3 separate regions of the Rattus norvegicus genome follow, and regions 1 and 3 are each linked to region 2. A link is a contact called in public Hi-C data. All regions are on one chromosome and are shown on one strand. The core of a region is the stretch at or near the end of the contact, and the rest is flanking DNA. Distances in the headings are between cores, read along the strand shown.

Region 1 (3,229 bases), core at 262-2,761, 140 kb after region 2:
AAATGTTTTATGTGCCATTAAAAACCCATAAAATTAAAATGATAACGACTTTCCTGAAATTGAAATGGTGTTGTATCATTGTTGTACGGTATTTGAAATATCAAAGACAAATTTTTACTTCAGATGAATTTGGATTCTACAAATCCTATGTTAATAAACAAAGGAAGTTTCTTTGAATTGTGACCAGAATACACTCGAATTTCTTAGGCAACAAACGTCTTTTCTGACTCACCAAAGCTTTTGTTCACTGGAAACATGACCCACTAAAAAGAAACTGTCAGTCCTTCAGCGTAAACCCACATTTCTCGTGGGTATTTTATTTCGATCATCTACTTCTATCATCTCTTCCACAACCAACCCCTAGAGATTTGGGGAATAATCACTGAATAAATGACAGTTGATTTCGTTAGCACCTGTCGCCGTTCTCAGAAGCTCATAAGTTGGCCAAAACAGTCCGTAATTTTTTTAAAATTTTGATCCTTTAAAACGTAGAACTCACAAGACGTTCACCAAGTTTTCCGAAAGCCCGTGCTTTCTCAGTTTCTCCCATTTTCAAAAAGTAGCCCTGCAGCATACATCTGGTGCGTGCGGGGGGAGGGGGAGGTTGTACAATGAAGTGAGAGAAGGGAGCACAGCTGGACTCTTCCATCGAACTTAGCACAAAGCCAGGCGAGGACATTGGCAGCCCGAAGCTGTGGGAGACTCCCGGCTCTCGGGGAAATGTCAGCCGCGGGGCTAAGGGAGTTCCCAACATCGTTCATGCAGTCCCGCAGCAGCAAGGCCAGGCGTTAGTCGGTCGCCCCCCAGCAGGGCCAGGCAAGGACGAGCCCTGCCCACTCGCGTTCGCGTCGCGCCTCCCCACGCCCCAACCCGCGCGGCGGGAGCCGAGTGTCGCCGTCTCCCCTCCCCTCCCGAGACACAGTCTGTCCTTTGTCTGAGTGCAGACTCTCGACTCGGTCCCACCAACTTGTGTGTACGTCCCGTCCTACCCGGGCGCTCCCAGCCACACAAAGGAGACTTGAGGCTTAGAGCTGCCGGCCCGGATCGGCCACAGGAACGCCCCCAGCCCCGGCCCGGCGGGAACAGGCTCCGGGACAGAAGCCCCCACCACCGGCCCCCGCTCTCCCACATCTGCCGGAATCCACAGTCCACTCCTGGGACCTCGTGGACCTGCCCGCACCTCATGACCCCTCGGAAAGCTGTCTCCTAGCCCTCCCTCCGCGCCTACAAAAGCAGCGCTCGAGTGAGACCCGCTGGGCGATGCCTGAGACTGGCCAGGCACTCGCGCGGAGGTCCCGCGGTCGCCGCCGCCGCCCCGGGGCGCGTTCCAGATCCCTGACTGCCGACCACCGGCGGCTGACGGCGTGCATTACCTTCGTCCCGCGCGCCAGCCCGCGCTTCTCCCGCGCGCCGCCCCAACGCGCCGCCGCCGCCGCCGCCGCCGGGACTCCACTGCCTTCGATGTCCCACTGGGTGTCGGACGCGACCGGACCGAGCGCCAAACGCAGCAGCCCAATCGTCATCGCTTTTATTTGGCCCCCCCAGCACTATCAAGCGCCGCCCCGATTGGAGGATGCGAGAGGGCGCCCGTCCAATCAGAGGGCCGGATGAGCTGTGAGCCTTCCAAGCGAGCCCCAGCCCAGGGACAGGGAGGCTCGCCGGCGCCAGCGCGTGCGCGAGTGTCAGGGCTCGTTCTGAGGAACGCGGCTAACCGGGTGGAAGCTCCACAGTCTCTGTCTTTGTTCTTTTGCCAACGTGCGGTACCCTCTCAGGAAAGCCATGGACAGGCAGGCGGAGATCGGGCACTTGGCGGGACCCGAAGCCCGTTATGGGCAGGAGGCGGGGAGGTCGGGATGGCGGGAACCGGCCGGGGGGCGGGCCAGCTCTTGGCGGGAATGGGCTCTTGAGTAGTTCTCGGGAGGGGGAGGGGAAGAGAAGGGCGGGCGCCAGAGCCAAGTTTGAAATAATTCAAAACTCGGGTTGGTAACGGTCTTAACCGCCCTCTTCCCCTGGCGTGCCATTCTGGGCCCGGAATCCAACACTCTTGTTGGCGACACGGACAGAAAGGCGCGTGGCGGGCCCCACGGGGGACTCAATGCGGGACGGGCCGCGCTCCACATGGAGAGGACCAGTAAGCAGAGAAAGTTAGTGCGGTTCCTTTTGGCACCTTGGAGGCTTTGGTTAGCAAAACTAGTGCCTAATGCCCTGACAGCATAGGAAAAAGCGACCAGATTTCTCTGAAAGGCCTTCCAATCTATGTTTATGGTTCTCAGCACTTATCAAGGTTTCAAGTTGTTTATTAGCAACTTTTGAGAGCAGATAGCTCAGTCCCTGTTGTCTCAGCAAAGTGTAAGGAAGTTTGCAACATTTTTCAATGGCTAGACTATCTTGAAAGTCAACCTTTCCCCTCCTCGAGGACTAGAAATGTGCTTCTTATACAATACACAGCACCCACACACACACCCTGGTTTCAGTTATCTGGCAATGAAGTGAATAATGATATTTCAAATTTACTTCTAATAAGATGCATCTGTATGGCAAACTAACAGACCTGCGAAAACAGGTTCAACAATGAAGAATTAACACTGAGAATTTGTAACACTCTAGAAGTTATGTATCTGTATTGGTCATGGTTCTCTAGAGGAACAGGCTGAATGAATGTATGAATGTATTCATTCCTTCACTGATTAAATGGATAGAGAACGGAGAATGAATATATATGTATATAGATATTCAGAATATATATAGAGAGAGGGAATATATACATATTCTTTCACTGGTATTCGAGCACATCCAGGCTTGTAGACTGAACAACTAGCAGATTCTTGGGTTTTCTGTTGGTAGACAGTCATTGCTTGACTAGTTGGACCACAACCTGTAAGCCACTCTAATATACTTGTGTGTGTGTGTGTGTGTGTGTGTGTGTGTGTGTGTGTGTGTAAATGGAAAAGTCAAAATCCACTAGTTCAGTCCATAAGCTGGGATGACTTCAGCTGAATTCATTATACACCTGAAATTCATTATACATTATACAATGGTTGTAATGCCAATGAACGAATGGGCTTGCCATCTAGAGTGAGGGCAAGCAGTTGCAGCTTCCCACCTAAAAAGATCTGAATTAAAAGTCAAATGATTTAATTAAGAAAAAAGCCATCACAGGTGTACCCTTAGTTTTTAGTTAATTCTTGGGTTTTAGTTAATTCCAGATGTAGTCAACTTGACAACCAAG
Region 2 (3,015 bases), core at 210-2,709:
CACAGAAAAGGAGACCATATAGAATGATGACACTGAAGAACGACAGATTAGGAAATATGGAGAGGAAGTAAATTGTTATCTCTGAACATGGGAATCCAGTTTAAAACAAAAGCCAAAATATTCAAGGGACAAACCTTCCACTTTCTTACCTCCATCTTCATCATGTATCCACAGAAAGGTTACTAAAAACATGTTTCTTTTGACTGAGTTATTGAGGTGTTTGATATAAAAAAATAAAAATCTCTTTCCCCCAGACAAACGTAAACATAATTTGGTATACACATATACAAACAACACTCCTAAAAATACGTAATAGATGTTGACAAAAAGCCACAGTTCCATAGGACTAAACAAGCAGTTCTCTTAACTTCCTAATGCTGCTACTCTTTCATACAGTTCACTGGGTGACCCACCAATCAGAACATGATTTTTGTTTGTTTCATAACTGTAATTTTGCTGTTATGAATAGTGATGTAAATGTTTTTGGAGAAGTTTGTCCAATGGGTCTCGACCCACAGGTGAGAACTTGGAACACACACCAGTGAGACTTTCGAGAGGAAATACAGGTGGTGACTCAGGCTGTGGATCTGGGACTGCAGGTATGCGGAGGAGACTGTCCTGAAGTGGTGCATTAGAATCTCTGTAGTGTTCTTGTTAGGTGAAAACAGAAGTTACATCAAATACATCTTTGGCCCAGATGATGGGCTAACTGAAAATATTCCCTTGCTTGTTCACAGAATTAAATGGCAGATCTAAGCCAGGATATTAAAACAGCTGCCTCTTAACTAGGTGCGGGGTAAATCCATTCTTTCTCCAGCCTCTCACTTGTGGGACAAACACCTGTGGGGTGTTGCCAAATTTACAATGGGATATTACAAACACAAGACAAGACAGCAGCTGATTTCTAACGGGTGAGATTATTCTAGATGTAAATACTATTTCCTGCCATCCCAGGTTGGAATCGCAACTCCAACTCTCCAGAACTGAACCTTATACACTGAAAGTGAAAAGGATCTAAAAGGGAAAGAAGCCCACTTTAGTTTGGAGAAAAGTACTAAAGAGGAAGACACACAGACACGTGGGTATGTGAGTAAGCTGGAGGTTTTCGCAGGGGGATCTCCAAGGCCTGCAGGTAGGAGGGGGGTCGGAGAAGCAATGGCACGTTTCTCTGGAGTCCGCGCTGATTTGGGGGCCGCCAGCCCATCTGACTTTCTCTTCTCACGGTTGGGGATATTGCCACTGGTTCAACTCCAACTCCAGGTCTGGAGACATCCAGCTCGGTGCACTTGGAGTCCATGTCAGCTCCCAGGATGTGCATGCAGGAGAGGGGCAGAGGAGGTCGCAGCCCCTCTCCTACAGCCGCTTCCGGAAGTTTCTTCAGAGACCTGAGCCCCCAACCTCAGCACGGCCCCCACGAGAAGTCCGAAGTGGCGGGAAGCCGGGGCTTAAGAGGCCGCCCCGACGCGAGGGCGGCGGGAAAACCTGGCGGAGGATTCCGCACGTCCGGCGGGACCTAGTTCGGCGTTTGGGAAGCAGAGGCCATGGCTCCCAGGTAGAAATGCCTGCGTGAAGCGGGTCCTCGCCACTGAGGGGCGGCCAGAGACTCTGGGAGGGCGGTTTCAGTGCCCCTCCCGCGCTGCCTCTGGCCAGGCGATGGCGGCGACGGTTTCTTGGCTCCCCCGCCCCGGACGCCGATGGCGGTGCGTTCCGGCCCTCCCTCCCCCACGGCTTCGCCCCGCGGTCGCCAGAGCCGGTGAAGCCGGGAGGGCGGGGAGCGGCGGAGGGACGGCGAGAGGGCGGAGGTTGCGTGGTGCAGGCGGCGGCGGCGGCGGCGGCGGGAGGAGGAGGGCCGGCAGGCGGGCAGGGGAGGAGGAGGAGGAGCGGGCGCCGTGTCGCACGCAGCTCCAGGCGGGGCAGCCCGGGCGCTGAGGGACGCGGCCAGACCTCGGCGGGCCCCGCGAGCACTACACGCCGCCCGAGCGTCGGGGGGCGCCCGGAGATGCGGGTGAGTAGCGGCTCGGGCCGCGGTGGCGGGAGGCAGCGCAGGCCCGGGCAGAGCCGCGGCGTCGCAGTGACTCGGGCCGCGGCGTCCGAGCCCGGGTTGCCGGCAAGGCCCGAGGCGCCGCGACTAGGCGGAATGGCGGCCGGGCTGGAGAAATCGTGGGCGTAGGACGCTGAGGGCGGAGCGGAGCCGGCAGGCCCGGCCTGAGTCACCGGGCCGGCCAGGCTCGGCCTGGGCCGGGACTCGCAGGACCAGGCCCCGGCTACGCACTGGGAAAAAGCCGGACTCACCGCGGCCTGTGGCGCGGGCCTCGGCGCCTCACGCGTTACCCCTCCCTTCCCCTCGGCCCTGGGGGTTCCGCTCGGCCGGGGCGGCTCAGGGCCGCGGGACTCGTGCTCTCGGGGATCCCGGGGCACTCATTGTTGCGACGGTGCGGGGCATGATTATTGGGTAACAGTGGTGCCCCGGGCTCCGTTCTCTCTGGGAGCGTGGCCGAGCAGGCGCGCCGGGATGCGGTGTGCTTTTCGAAAGGAACGGAGCCCCGGGGCGTCCGCCAGCTTTCCTCAGTCGAGCTGGGCCCTGTGCGGCGGCCTCGGCGCGTCCCCGGGCCCGGCGGGAGCGCGCGCTCTGACCCCAAAGGTAACCGGGCACCGGGCCAGGGGGACCGAGTCGGGGGCCGGAGATTCTGCGGGTCTCTATTCTTAAATCCCGCGTGGCCCTGAGAACCCCTTCTTTCTGTCACCTGTGCACTGTGTTACACCGGAGATAATTAAGAAAGCAAGGGACGCTTGCACTCTTCATTCCTTGAGTCTAATAATCCCCAAAGTTAAGGGAGCTAGGTCTGCCAAAAAAGAGGATTCCCCCTTTCCTACGAGGTCGCTGTTGGTACTTGCAGTTCACTGTCGTTGGGGGTTTGTGGTAAGGGCACGCATGCTGAAATGCAGTCAAGTTGTTCAAGTGTTTTTAGTTGCTCTGTGTGTGCTTGCTCTGTGCTGGAGTAGCATTAAAACAGC
Region 3 (3,188 bases), core at 257-2,756, 160 kb before region 2:
CAGTCAGCTTTTCTGAGTGAACCTATACAGCAATATCACAGGCCAGAGCAAATGCACCCATTGTCACACAGACAGTTCCACTTTGGGGCCACTTTTAAAATGTAAAGAAGTGTAATCATGAGGTCTTTGGTTGGTTGTGTTTTGGATGCTCTTAGCTATGGGATAACAGTCAAAGTTCTTAAGTGAGAAGCGTACTAGTGACTTCCCCCCTTTTCGTGGGGAAATAGAGATAATTTAGCTTCAGTGTTGAAATATTTGACATCATTAAATATCACTGAAAGTAGAAAGACAAGGACTGGTACTTACATGGGTTTATCATACATGTACAGGCAGGAGAGAACATATATCTAATATACTCATGTACATGTAGGGAAGTGGTATGACTATACGCAAATGACCGAGGAGCAGCAGACAGGAACCAAACCAGGAAGGCAGACAATGAAGCAGGCATGGAAGTCTCTAGAATTCCAACCTGAGGACAGTGAATGCCAGTTTTACAACACGAGAGTTTCGGGGACTGGAGAGAAGCGCAATGCTTCAGAGCACGTGCTCCCACAGAAGATCTAGGATCAGTTCCTAGCACCCACATGGAGGCTCACAACCATTCATACTCCAGTTCTAGGGAGTTAACACCCTCTTCTGACCTCTCAGGTACTACATACAAGCAGTGCACAGACATACATGCAAGAAAATAAAACCCATACATGTGAAGTGAAATGAATCAACCCCAAAAGAGTTACAGCTGACACAAGTGTGTGGCAAAGTGGTGAGACCCCGATTTACTACCATATCTACATGATGTAAGGCACTTAAAACTAGGAGTCACGGTCCGAAGCTACTAGACACTAACTGTTCTGCTGTTCTGTTTAGTCTTACAGTGATTTAAATGCTTCAGGTGTAGCTTGGACAGTCACATCATTAGAGGCAAATGGCATTTAGAAATTTGTTTTTATATTGTTGAAGATTCTCCAACAACCTATGTCTGAGGGTACATGGGAGTCCTGTTCAAGGCTTCGTTTTTAATAAGAAAGATCTCTTTTATTTTTACCAGGCTGATAGATTTCTGATTTGAAATAAAACGAATTCATGTGAAGTTCTCAACATAGAACGGGAAGGACAAAACAATTTCAGGATTTAGCCACTAGATGGCAGATTCCTACAGTTAGAGGAACAAATAGTGATTCAAAAAAAAAAAAAATTACCATCTCCAAGAACGTTATTTTAAATGTGTTCAAAATCAAATACTTGCTCCATGTGTAACCAAGAAAGTATCTGCGACATTAATCCAAACGGGAAGTATGATAAGATTTAAAAAAAAAAAAAACCACACACACATACACACAAAAAAACCCTCTTATTTGGACCCTGGGGATTTACAGGAAAAAACAAATGTTCTCTACATGTTTTTGGCTGAGTCTCTCCCAATAGAAAATGTGCTTTTATAATGTCCCCAGTTTACTGACTCCTCTCATGCTTGCTTTAGATACCCCAGAGTTTATCCTTGACTCAAACCTCTGCCACTAGATGGCTGCTGGTTAACCTTTACCAGCTATAGATCAGTGTCTGCATGGAAACCTGAGGTGGGACCCTGCCTCTGCCTTTGGCCAGCTGCATACATCTCTAACCTGTCTGAGGCTTGAGGTCTGCAAGTCTTCGTACTGTTGTGTGTCTGTGTCTGTATCTGTCTGTGTCTGTGTCTGTGTCTGTGTCTGTGTGTCTGTGTCTGTGTCTGTGTCTGTGTGTGTGTCTGTGTGTGTGTCTGTGTGTGTGTCTGTGTGTGTGTGTGTGTGTGTCTGTGTGTGTGTCTGTGTCTGTGTCTGTGTCTGTGACTGTCTGTGTCTGTGTCTGTGTCTGTGTCTGTGTCTGTGTCTGTGTGTCTGTGTCTGTGTCTGTGTCTGTCTGTGTCTGTGTCTGTGTCTGTGTCTGTGTCTGTGACTGTCTGTGTCTGTGTCTGTGTCTGTGTCTGTGTCTGTGTCTGTGTGTCTGTGTCTGTGTCTGTGTCTGTCTGTGTCTGTGTCTGTGTCTGTGTCTGTGTCTGTGTCTGTGTCTGTGTCTGTGTCTGTGACTGTGTCTGTGTCTGTGTCTGTGTCTGTGTCTGTGTCTGTGTCTGTGTCTGTGTCTGTGTCTGTGTCTGTGTCTGTGTCACAGGATGCCTGCCTAACAGCCTGCTGGGCCGTGAAGTAAGGGATAACTTAGCTGCCCGCAACTCCTCACAATATCTTCCCAGCCTCCCTCAGCCTTTCCTATCATGAAAGCTTGACCTCACATCCTTACAAGCATCTTTCTCTGTAATCTGATTTTACATTTGGCATTGCATCTGACTTTGATTTAGTTTGGTTTGGTTTGACTTTATCGAAACAAAGGAATTTGCTCTGAAGCCAAAAGAAGGCTGAGTCTGACTTTTGTTTCCGTGTTTAATCGTGGGTTAATGTGGAACATTTTTAAACCTTTGGAAGTAACTAGCTGCTCACGTGCAGTTGTGAGATTTAATAGACTCCATCTGCCCTTTACTGCACACACACTCGGCATCATCTTTAGCAGCTACAGCACATACCGCAACCAGGACACTGGCATCCAAGTCGTGCAGAGTTCACCAGTTTTACCAGCACTCATTTGCTTGTGTGTATTTAATTTCTGCAGTTTTAACACATGTGTACATCTATGTAACCATTGCCGTAAACAGGATACAGAACGTTCCAATGAACCCTTTATAGCCACTGTCACCTTCATCTTTGCCCTTAACCTCTGAGAATTACAAGGATCATCAGTGTCTAAACTCTGTAATTTCAGCTTTTCAGGGTTTTATCAGTGGAAGCAACCAGGTATGTATTGTCTGGGACTGGGTGGGTTTTACTCAGAATGATCCTCTTGAGATTCATATGAATTGTTGTATGTATGTTCTCATTTTTACTGCTAAGTAGCATTCCACACGATGGATGTGTCATAGTGTGTTTAGTGAGCTAAACACACAGTAAGAGATTTATGTGTTGTTTGCAGTGTGGGACAAGATAGTTATATCTTCTTTTAAAATTCACATAAAGGTGTGTGTGTGTGTGTGTGTGTGTGTGTGTGTGTGTGTGTATAAGAATAAGTTTCATTTTATCTTGGGGTGCAATTCCTTGTGGCCATATGGTAAACATGTGTTTAGTTTTATAGGGAGTTGCCAGTGTTTTCCAGAGTAGCTGTGA

Evidence for each region. A called contact is a pair of places that touch in the nucleus more often than the background predicts.
Region 1: a contact with region 2 is called in a Hi-C map of liver, with 2.9 times the contacts expected there. The contact joins the promoter of Ezh2 here to the promoter of Cul1 in region 2. A contact is called at or near these places in 2 of 12 Hi-C or Micro-C datasets (Schwann cells and liver).
Region 3: a Hi-C map of the A7r5 cell line shows a contact between it and region 2, with 2.0 times the contacts expected there. The contact joins the enhancer-like site here to the promoter of Cul1 in region 2. A contact is called at or near these places in 4 of 12 Hi-C or Micro-C datasets (the A7r5 cell line, Schwann cells, mammary epithelial cells and 1 more) and 1 of 1 datasets of contacts at active chromatin or transcription factors (oligodendrocytes).

The regions. Positions count from the first base shown.
Region 1 is chr4:77,685,672-77,688,900 of GRCr8, forward strand. It overlaps Ezh2 (enhancer of zeste 2 polycomb repressive complex 2 subunit), which reads right to left and starts at 1,512. Exons shown (of 20, transcript NM_001134979.1): 1 at 1,374-1,512.
Region 2 is chr4:77,550,366-77,553,380 of GRCr8, forward strand. It overlaps Cul1 (cullin 1), which reads left to right and starts at 1,460. Exons shown (of 22, transcript NM_001108627.2): 1 at 1,460-1,552.
Region 3 is chr4:77,385,480-77,388,667 of GRCr8, forward strand. No RefSeq gene overlaps it. Among named protein-coding and RNA genes, the nearest start is that of Cul1, 160 kb to the right of the region's middle. Within about 2 kb of position 1,507, at least 4 of the 93 cell types and tissues checked have an H3K27ac peak or open chromatin away from gene starts, as enhancers often do. A contact at or near this core is called in the A7r5 cell line, where this site is marked.